Linked DNA regions of Hordeum vulgare: regions 1 and 3 are each linked to region 2. Evidence: chromatin contacts called from public Hi-C data. All regions are on one chromosome and are shown on one strand. The core of a region is the stretch at or near the end of the contact, and the rest is flanking DNA. Distances in the headings are between cores, read along the strand shown. Region 1 holds the start of LOC123424615 (probable ATP-dependent DNA helicase CHR719). Region 2 holds the start of LOC123424625 (serine/threonine-protein phosphatase BSL1 homolog). Region 3 holds the start of LOC123424592 (alpha-mannosidase).

Evidence for each region. Hi-C and Micro-C count contacts between places; a contact is called where the count stands out from the background.
Region 1: a contact with region 2 is called in a Hi-C map of leaf, with 7 times the contacts expected there. The contact joins the promoter of LOC123424615 here to the promoter of LOC123424625 in region 2. A contact is called at or near these places in 6 of 6 Hi-C or Micro-C datasets (leaf, seedling and an unstated tissue) and 1 of 1 datasets of contacts at active chromatin or transcription factors (embryo).
Region 3: a contact with region 2 is called in a Hi-C map of seedling, with 4 times the contacts expected there. The contact joins the promoter of LOC123424592 here to the promoter of LOC123424625 in region 2. A contact is called at or near these places in 2 of 6 Hi-C or Micro-C datasets (leaf and seedling).

Annotation. Positions count from the first base shown.
Region 1 is chr1H:70,488,152-70,491,460 of MorexV3_pseudomolecules_assembly, forward strand. LOC123424615 (probable ATP-dependent DNA helicase CHR719) reads right to left here and starts at 1,824. Exons shown (of 12, transcript XM_045108258.1): 1 at 1,251-1,824. The coding sequence starts at 1,547.
Region 2 is chr1H:70,770,412-70,774,003 of MorexV3_pseudomolecules_assembly, forward strand. It overlaps LOC123424625 (serine/threonine-protein phosphatase BSL1 homolog), which reads left to right and starts at 1,893. Exons shown (of 21, transcript XM_045108271.1): 1 at 1,893-2,257; 2 at 2,365-2,425; 3 at 3,262-3,340; 4 at 3,423-3,502. The coding sequence starts at 2,044.
Region 3 is chr1H:70,308,087-70,311,597 of MorexV3_pseudomolecules_assembly, forward strand. It overlaps LOC123424592 (alpha-mannosidase), which reads right to left and starts at 2,203. Exons shown (of 29, transcript XM_045108236.1): 1 at 1,934-2,203; 2 at 1,767-1,850; 3 at 694-782; 4 at 423-597. The coding sequence starts at 2,134.

The DNA of each region.
Region 1 (3,309 bases), core at 574-3,073, 280 kb before region 2:
CAAAGAATATTAACAAACACTAAACCTCAATAATAGAACAAAAGAGTTAATTATATTTATGCCACTCGTTGTGTTCCTCCTTCTAGCATTACGTGTTTCTCTAGACATTGTCATGCTGTCCACTCCATACAACCATCAACAGAAAGAATAAAAGAAAATTCAGATCAGGATCAAGAAAATGCCAGATAATCAAGAAAAAAAAACATGGATTGCTTCTTGACTGAAACTTCAGAAGAAGAAAATTCAGTCTTAAACTTGTGCAGAGAAGTGACTCCAGAACTCTCCAGGTCATCCTGTATTTACTTTATGTGATTTTGTCGTGCTTTCCTTCCTGGTAATTTCTTGTCAGGTCAAGAGACGACTTGTGTGGCTATTTTCTAACCCAAGATCGGTGTCACAAACAGTGGGAGAAGGAGAAGTTTCTCGAAACAAGGGGAGTGGGGCAGAAGCAAGTACCTCGGATCAGTTATGACGGCAAACAACTTATAACATACTCAATCCGTCCCAAAATTCTTGTCTTAGATTTGTCTAGATATGAATGTATCTAGTCGCGTTTTAGTATTTAGATACATCCATTTTTAGACAAACCTAAGACAAGAATTTTGGGACGGAGGGAGTATAAAGGAAGACAAGCAATTTATTTATCCCATTTTTTCATCTGACTCCCCTCATTAACGAAAATCAGTCTGATGGCAAGACTGATTCTCAAGGAAGTCCTAGCTAAATATAGTACATTTTGGAAATGAAGCTACATGTTTCTGATTCCATTCTGACATTAGAAGGCCCAGTCACCCAAACAAGCAACATGATACCCAATCATCAAACGTCATTCAAGCCATCCCAGCTGAGTGCCTTGCTAAATAGAACTAGCACCAGTCCTGTAGCCCGGGGATAATATAAGTTGATATGTATAGCCAATTAATCATGTGTTCATCCAAGGTGAATCGAGAGCGTATCAGCCAGAAAAATTTACTAAACCACACGCATAAATATCCCTTCACTTACAAAGCGCCAAAGCTAACGTTCCCAATTGCACAAACATCCAGCCCAAGTCGAACCCAAAATGAGAAGCAGGAAGGCACGAACCACAGTAATTAATTATTGGGAACCACAGCTAAATCTCGCCAATCCCACAAACCCTAGCCAGACCGCGCATCAGACCAAACCCCGGCACCAGTCCCCATCGAGCTACGCGACGCCAGAGCATCCAACCGAAACGCGCCACATAGTGGAGAAGCACCGGCACGCACCTCGGCCGCACCGACGGCGTTAGCGGGATCCCCCCCTTGGCCTTCATCCCCGACCAGCGCCGGGCCCTCGGCCCCTTCCTCATCCACCTCATCCTCGTCCCCCGCGTCTTCACCGCCGTGGTTGTAGATGGACGAGACCGCGCACAGGACGGCGGGTGGCAGCGGGAGGTTGCGCGATAGCAGGTTGAGCGCGCCGATGAGGATCCTGGCCTGCTCCACGTCGCCCCCGCCGGCCTCCTCGGGCGCGGCGACGGGCGGCGGGGGAGCAGGCGCGGCCGCGTCCACGGACGCCGCCATCGCTAGGGTTTCCGCCTCCAGCCCGCGCGACGCGGCGGAGGCGAGGCGGGGGCCTTCGTCTTCGTCCCCCCGCTTCCCGGTTCAAATCGGAGCGCGGCAACGCCCCGCTCGAAGCCTTTGCGGGGGGCTGGCTTTGTTATGTTTTCGCGCGGTGTTGTCAGTGGGGAGGGGAAGCTTCTTCGGCTTCGATGGATCGATCGGGGAGGCAGGCGGGCGGGCGGGCGGGCGCCGGGGCTAGGGGGGTGGCTCTGCGCTTCGGATGGGGAATTTAGGTTTTCTTTTCTCTTTCGCTTTTTTGTTTTAATGGGTCGGGATAATATGCGCCAGATCGGGTAGGTTCGGGCCGGGTTGGATTTGCGGGACAGAACTGCGGGCCTAGGGCAGGGCCGCCGGTAGGAAGGGCTAAGCCCAGGTCCACGTCAGCTTTGTCATTCTTTGCGTGTGCGCTAAAGAGAACGCACGTTGCACATATTGCCCACAAGCTCTTATAACCCATCTTATAGCTAGTTTGTATAATAGTTAGCTATAAAAAATACTCCCTCCGTCCTAAAATAAGTGTCTTCAACTTAGTACAACTTTGTACTAGAGCTAGTACAAAGTTGAGACAGTTATTTTGGGACGGAGGGAGTACTACTTTTATCATATATGGTCCATCTTTCACTCTCACAAGGCACCTAGGAGCACGTGTTACACATGGCTCTTCACGAAGAGCTCGCTTTCCTTCTCTCTCCTCTTCTCTCTCATCCAACTCAGCAAAAATATAATATTTTAATTCTTACAACCTGCTGATTGTACATTATTGTACTTGCTCTAATAACTAGTATCATGTATTATAGTATCATGTATATGATATTAATGTATGATATCATATCTGTAATGCATAGTACCATATATTAGTATTATAGGATAGTTCATTTATTGTCATGCAAGAAACATAGTAGCACATCATTTAATATGATACGGTATCATGATATGATACTCAACCATTTCTTTTTTCATTAAATTATACGTCACCTCATCAAAATTGTCTACTCCCTCTGTTTCTCAATACAAGTCCTTTTAGAGATTTTACTAGGAGACTACATACGAAGCAAGATGAATGTATCTACACTCTAAAATATATCTATATACATCCGTATGTAGTCCCCTAGCAAAAACTCTAAAAGACTTATATTTACGAACGGATGGAGTAGTTAGCATGCATGATACTATCTATGTTACTTCCATTACGGGCAGCCTAAGAAGAACGCGTTACCCTGTCGTTAGGGTTTATCTCCCCTCGGTGACGATTTGCTCGTCAACATAGGGTTTCGTCTACCCTCCCTCCATCTGCATCGGCAACCGGCCTTTGGACCGATCAAGGTGCGCTCCTCGTAGCGCTGTCCGGTCTTGGCCTCTTGGTTTAGTTGTTTGGGGATTGATAGGGTTTCTTTCAGCACCCGATTGAATCTCATTTCGGATCATGGAATCAAGATGGCTACAAAAGCTTCAAGTTCTACAGTTGCGTCGGACTTGGAGGCTTTTATGAGCAAGATGGGCCTCTAGGAGGAGGACATGGATGATGTGGTGGTGGAGAAAGAGGACCCACTCCGCCGACTGCGACTCGTTGGATGGCCATAGTGCGAGTCCATACAGAGAAGAAGTACAGTCAGTATGGTTTTTTCAAGACCATGCGCGCAGCATGGGATTTAGCCCACACAGTACAGAGCCGCCCGCTCGAGGAGAACCTTTACATTCTGCAATTCACATGTCTGGAAGTCTG
Region 2 (3,592 bases), core at 643-3,142:
TCCCTCCTTAGAACATGTATCTCAAAGAGTCCAAGAAGCAGTGGTCGTCAACATGATGAACATACACTATGTTTATTGGAATGCAACCCTCGTGCCTTATAATCGATCTTTCGCATGGATTATATCAGTTCATTAATATCTTCACAATGATGTATTTATACTTTTGTTTTCCTCCCGTCGATACGTTTTCTTTCTAAAGTACATATGGGCGCATCTTTTTATCGCCAGTGCCCCACCATTTAGTACCTAGATGTGTAGACAACCAAAGTTGTTTTATGAACTATGATCACAATTATAGATCGCATGCATCATTGATAGATGGAAAAACATGAGACAACCTCACTATTATCTCATAGTATTGTTCCAACATATCATTATAAAAGTATTGTTTATTCCAACATATCATTATAAAAGTATTGTTTATTACTATATCAACTACTCAATGATCCGATTGGATACCCTACAAGCCTGCATATGATATATATTAAACTCGCTTCCCTTGTTTCCTTAGGAAAGGAGAAGCAATTCGTGACCTCCACATCGTTTGATGCACACAATTAAATATTATTATTATTATCATCCAACAATGCCAAGTAAAGCCAACATTGCTGCTAAATGAATTGCTTAAAGAAAAGATCTGTTTCACGACAACATCCCACAAACCTTGCACAAACACCATGCCACATGATCGAGAAATAACTAACTACTCCTAGACAAGGAAGACATCACCACACTCACATTGATGTTGACGGGTCCAACTAGAGGTTGCACTTGACATTTCCATTCTCAAAGCGAGCTTTGAGCCAACACCTTTAACAGGGGCACGATGCAATCCATGTCAACATTGCCTGTTCAAGACGGAGATACGCGATCATGGGTTTTCACCTTGGATGCACATACTTGTTGTCGAAATAGCCAACGACCATTATACCAGTTGGTGACGACTTAGTAGTTGGATCCTACTGTCATGAGATCTCGAATCCCATATGAGATCTCGAATCCCATACACACCGCTAGCTAGAGCGAACACTGAAAGTAGGTAGATGGCTTGGCCGCGAGCGCTGCTGCACCACCTTCAATCTTCGTCGATGACGAAGATGGGGATGTTGGATGTAGGGTTACAATTAAAATCGAACCGCTACCGCGGCAACCAAGACGAACCACAAATAGGGCCATCACCCGCTATAGCCCCTCCGATGTCGGCACACACACACGAAATTAGGACGCCATCTTGCCACGATGCCATCACGTCTCCAACCGCCTCCGTCACTCCTGCTACGCCCGAGGCCGCACCGTGCTGGGTGCCGCCGCCACCGTGGCCATGCCACTCGTCGCGGCTACAAGCAAATCACCTTCCCATGTGGCATTTACATGGGGCTGACCTAGAGAGCCCTGGTTTGCATCCCTACAACCAGCTGACCAGCCATGCTCCATCGTGTTGACGATGATCTTCGCGGCCAAGCCCCGGCCAGCCACCGTGGCCCTATGAGGCTGTCTCCCTCTCTCTGCGTTTCCCTACACGTTCCGGTTCCAATCCAAAAGGAGAAACCTTTGTGAACTGTACCTATCCGAAAAGGCAACCAGTTATAAAGTCAGCCAGCCGGGCCGGTGGCGCCCACAGCCCACCCGGCGGCGGCCGTGCCTACCATCCCACGCCCCTCCTCCTTCCGTTGTGTCCTCCTTCGCTCCTCCCCCACCTCTGAGCTGTATACGATGACGGAGGCCCCCATTGACTCCCGCAGCGCCCGCACCCGCACCCGCGCGCCATTTACCCCCGCCCACCGACGCCCGGGCCCCACCGTATTAACCCCCGCCCACCGCCCCACCACCGTGTTACCGCACACCCCGCTGTCGCCTCCCTCTCCGCGTCCAGTGCGAACTGCAGCAGTAGTAGTAGTACTACTCTTCTCTTCTCTCCCAGCCGTTTCTCTTCCTCCCCTCACTCCCCACCTCCTCGGATCCCAACCCGCGTCGGCGCCGTGGCGGCTGCGGCTTAGGGTTTAGCGCGGGGGGAGGGGAAGCTAGCTAGGGTTCGGGGCCGGGATGGGGACGGCGGGGAAGGGCGCGTGGGTCGTGCCGGCGCCGGCGTACAGGGAGGTGGAGGGGTGGGAGGGGTCGGGCGACGACTCGCCGGGCTACAGGTGCGGCCACTCGCTCACCGTCATCGCGCCCACCAAGGGCCACGGCCCGCGCCTCATCCTCTTCGGCGGCGCCACGGCGATCGAGGCCGGCGCCACCTCCGGCCTCCCCGGCATCAGTTCGGTGCCCCCCTGCCCCCCTCCTCTCGCGCGCGCCGTGCTCCGGTTGAGATTCTCCCTTCTGTTTTGCTCTATCTAATGGTGGGTTTTTGGTCTTGGGCTGAAGGGCTCGCGGGGGTGACCAACACGGTGCACTCGTACGACGTGGACAAGCGGAGGTGGACCAGGTGAGGCCGCTGCTCCACCCAGATTTTACTCAGCTGCTTCATTAGAAGGCGTAATTGTAGCTCAATTTTGAGTCATATTCCGTCGCAGAGGCTAAATGTAGATTCTGTCCCATTACTGGTTGTACCTGTGTCTGGTTGTGTCAAATGTTGTGAACTCTGTATCTTATGTTCGAGCTCACTATAGCAGTTGTGTAGAATCATATGCTTTCCATACATCAGTTACTTTGCTTGGCATTATTCGGTAGGCAAGCCGAATGGAGTCGTAACGGTATATTCGTCAGGCAATCCGAATGGAATCGTAACGCTAGATTCGTATGGACTCGTAACGGTATATTCGTTAGATTAAGTTGTACGTGCCTGCAGGTTATATCCAGCTGGAGAGCCTCCATTTGGCTTCATTACAAGCCATAATTCTAGGTCAATTTTAAGTCATTTCTTGTTGGGGAGGCCGGATGTGTAGATTGTGTCCAATTATGGGTTGTACTTGTGTCTTGTTCAGGTAAATGTGGTGAACTCTGTATCTTATGTTTGAGCTCATGCAGTTGTGCACAATTATATGCTTTCCATACATCAGTTACTTAGCTGGGCTTATTCGTTAGCCAAGCCAAATGGACTCGTGACAGTATATTCGTTACGCAAGCCGAATGGACTCGTAACGATATACTCTCTCCGTCCCATAATATAAGAGAGTTTTTGACACTACCGCATGTCCTCGTAATGGTACGTTCGTTAGGCAAGTCGAATGGACTCACAGCACTAGATTCTTTTGTCGTAACGGTAGATTCGTATGGACTCGTAACGGTATATTCATTAAATTAAGTTCTACGTGCCTGCAGGTTACATCCAGCTGGAGATCCTCCATCTCCGAGGGCTGCGCATTCTGCTGCTGCTGTGGGCACCATGGTTGTTTTCCAGGTATGAGGAACTTGGTATCTTTGAGTTCTGATTTGGTGCCATCCAACTTAGTTCAGTGGTGAGTGGTGCAATTTTTGTGCAGGGTGGGATTGGACCAGCAGGGCATTCGACAGACGATCTCTATGTGCTTGATCTGACAAACGACAAGTTCAAATGGCACAGGTGAACACAAAGATACTTCTTTTGTTTGTTTGTCAGCATGCTCGCCTTTTTGGAGTTGATCTTTGGATGGGGATGTGATGTTTCCATTTC
Region 3 (3,511 bases), core at 953-3,452, 460 kb before region 2:
AGCAGGGGCAAGATGCTAACACAAAAACGCTACTAAGTTCTGACGTTCCGAGGAACAGTCATGTTTCTGAGAGCATGAGCAAAAGACATAACGAAATATTGAATGCTCAGATCGGACTGTGACTTCAGTCATATCAAGCCAAGACGAAATCACTAGAATCACTTACATAGCCAATACATCCATGTAAGCATATGAAACAAATTATCATACTTAAGTAATAAAATAGAGCATCTTGATTTCAACAAAGACTTAAGGAGAACTGCACACAACTACATTTGTATAAATGCATGCCAATCTAGATCTTGATGCCAATAGAATGCAGGGCTTTCATGGAGTTGTATCTTCTACTTGGTCCATAAGTTACTAGTAATCTAGTACTTCAATGTTTTCAGAACAATCTGGAAATGTGATGGTAACATTACCTCTGTTCCTAGCAAATAAGCTTGCACAGCAGAATGACCGAAAGGATCGATTTGCCAGCCAGCTCTTGGAGTCTTGTTGAATTGTTTTTTAATCACCCGATGACCAAGTGTGGTCTGATCAATCATGTCAATATAATGAGTAGCAGCTTCATCATGCATACACCACCCGCCATTTCTGAATCGTAATATCCAAAGTTTATCAAGATTATATATTATATATGTTTATTTATTTATAAAAAGTCCAAGGAAACAATGAAATCACATTACATACATGAACTCGAGCTGACCAGAATCAACTAGCTTGTGCACTATGGCCTGGATTTTTGGGCTTTTCTCTACCCACCACCTTTGGAAGAAGGCCTAAATGCAAAAACACGTCATATTCAGAGTTACGAAGATCCAATACAACTTATTATCAAGTAACATAAAGAGAGAAACAAATTTCTGGCCATCAAACAGTGGTCTAGATCCATTTCATCTTATGAGATTTAAAACATCTAAGCCCTAACTAAAATTGTGTGATTCATGAGAACCAAATTGTAGGGGCTAACACTCGGTGTCAAGTTTAAGTGTTTTTATGTCTGAATTGAGGATAGTGCTGAAATGGGCAAAGTGAGTTAACCCCAGTTCAGATGTCAAGATTGAGGGAAAAAGGGCCATTCTGGCTTGTGTGATTCAATGTTTCCATGAACTACCTTTTTTCTTCCAAGATTTTTCTTACTCGTATTTCTTTATTTATTTTCCATGTAATTTCCACAAGATACATTATGGATTCCTATATACCATGTCACTGGACACTGCGGCTGATTCATACGGCCAATCATTACAAGCCAACTGAAGGATGAACAGTCCTATTGAGGCATCTTACAAGATATGGTCATTTATAATATCATTTCCGGATAAGATGATCACGTGAAAGGTGTGGCCCCACCGCCGAATTAACTACTCTAGATGGGTTTGCACACTTGCAGTGAAACAGTGGATGATTGATGATTCGTGCTCTTTTAAAACGAGACCACCCATCCATGGCACAAGCAAGCAGCAATGACTGTTCAATCATTACCGTGCTCAGTCATAAGGTAAACTAAGGCGGGGACGTTACTTCCTTAAATAGTACGGTACAGTATCTTGCATGTCAACTGACCATATTTAATGAGGTGTCATAAAATTAAATAAAAAAAAATTGAGTATACCGTATCATATTAACTATTGTGTTACTATGTGTAATGCATGACAATAAATGAAAAGATATTACTGTGGGCAAAGCAGAGAGAAACAAGGGGAGAAACATCCAAAGCAAAGGAGGAGGAGAATTGGACGGGGGAATTCGGGCGAGCACGTGACCTGCTCCGCGACGACGAACTTGCGGCCGGGGTCCCTGGCCAGCGCGTCCACCACGGAGTCTAGCGTGTCCATAACGCACGCGCCCTGCAGCAATGCACGCAGACGGAAGAAATCACGAACCGCGGCCATGGAGGGCATCGGCGGCGCCCGCCTGCCCGCGCACGCACCTGGATGGAGTTGTTGGAGCCGACGTAGTACTGGTCGACGGTCTTGAGCCAGCCGACGTCGTCGTGGGAGTGCGGCACCAGGTGCACGTTCAGCAGCCCGGCCGCCGTCCCCGCGCTCGTGTTGTACGCCACGTACCCGTGCGCCTCCCTCGCCGCCGCCGCCGCGGCGAGCAGGGCCACCAGGGCCAGCGGCAGCGCCATGGCTTGGGTCCCTCCTCGCTCGCTTCCTCGGTGCCTCCGTGCGAAATGGTCCGCTTCGCTGGCTTCCTTCCCTCGGGAGTGGGGCGGCGGAGCGGCCTAAATACATGGGTGGGCCGCGCGCTGGCTGCCCGTGGCCGGCCGGCCGGCGGGCATTTCTGCCTTTTTCTTTTCCTTTTTTTTTTTTGAGGGAGGCATTTGTGCCTTTGTGGAATATCGGGTTGTTTTACTACTACTATGGAGTCGCCGGCAGTCAAGGAAAGGGAGCTGCCACCGATAGCACAGGTCCATGCGTGCGTACGAGACCGAAAGAGTAAAATACCGCCGGTGTCTTTGGCTGACAATTTTTTTATTTTTTTATTTTTGCGGGTACTTTGGTTGAAATAATTTTGAAAGGTTTCAATTTATAGATTTTATTTTCTGTTGGAATCTTAGGTTCATAGGAATGGATTCATCAAATGTTTCAATGTACTCCCTAATTCTCGTTTAGAAGGCTTATATCATGCGGCCCACATGATTCGGGTGTGGGCACACCGAGCCAAGAACGAGCAAGATCGGGCAAAATTGACAAATCTAACCCATGGGTTGAAAGAACTCGTAAAGTGAACCCGCGGAGAGAAAAAAATCATTGAGCTGACCCTTTCGTGTGGCGTCCGACACCTAGGCGTCACACTACATTGTGTGACGCCTAAGCCGTCGGTGCCGTCCACGCTGACACAGCTTGTCCCATCCCCCCGGCAGTGCGACGCCTAAGCCTCAGGCGTTGCACACTCTACAGTGTGACGTCGAGCGCTTAGGCGCCACACTATGACTTATCGAGCCACGGGCCAGCCCTCTCCCCCACCCCTCCTCATTCACCCCCTTCACTTCACTTCACAGCTCGAGTTGAAGTCGTCCTCTTTCTCAAATCCCTCTCCAAATCAGCAGATCTGAAGGTTTGGTCCGAACATTTGTTGTCCAATCCGTCCCCTAAGGTAATTCCCTCCTTCTCATCCCAAAAAAGATCTCATTTGGTGATTTTTTTGCAAATGTGAGGAAACCCTAGTTTTTCATGAAATTTGGGATGTGTATGATATTGTTCTATTTGTTTGTATGTTAGGATAAGGGGTACGATGGGGTTAGGATGAATATTCTGTTACGCATTATAGGCCACACAAAGTTGTTCATTCAAACATGAAGATACGTTACACGGTTGCATGTGAGGATTCATGATGTCCATGGATTGTCCGTGCAAGACCATGGAAAGGAGGGTCAGGATGGAACATTATCAGTTGTATGCCTCACAGGTGTTGAGGGAAGAGGGTTGATGGCAAGCTTTCGTCGCAAAACCATAGACAACTCACCTCTGAGTTCATCGCTTATAGGCTTTCATACAAAGAG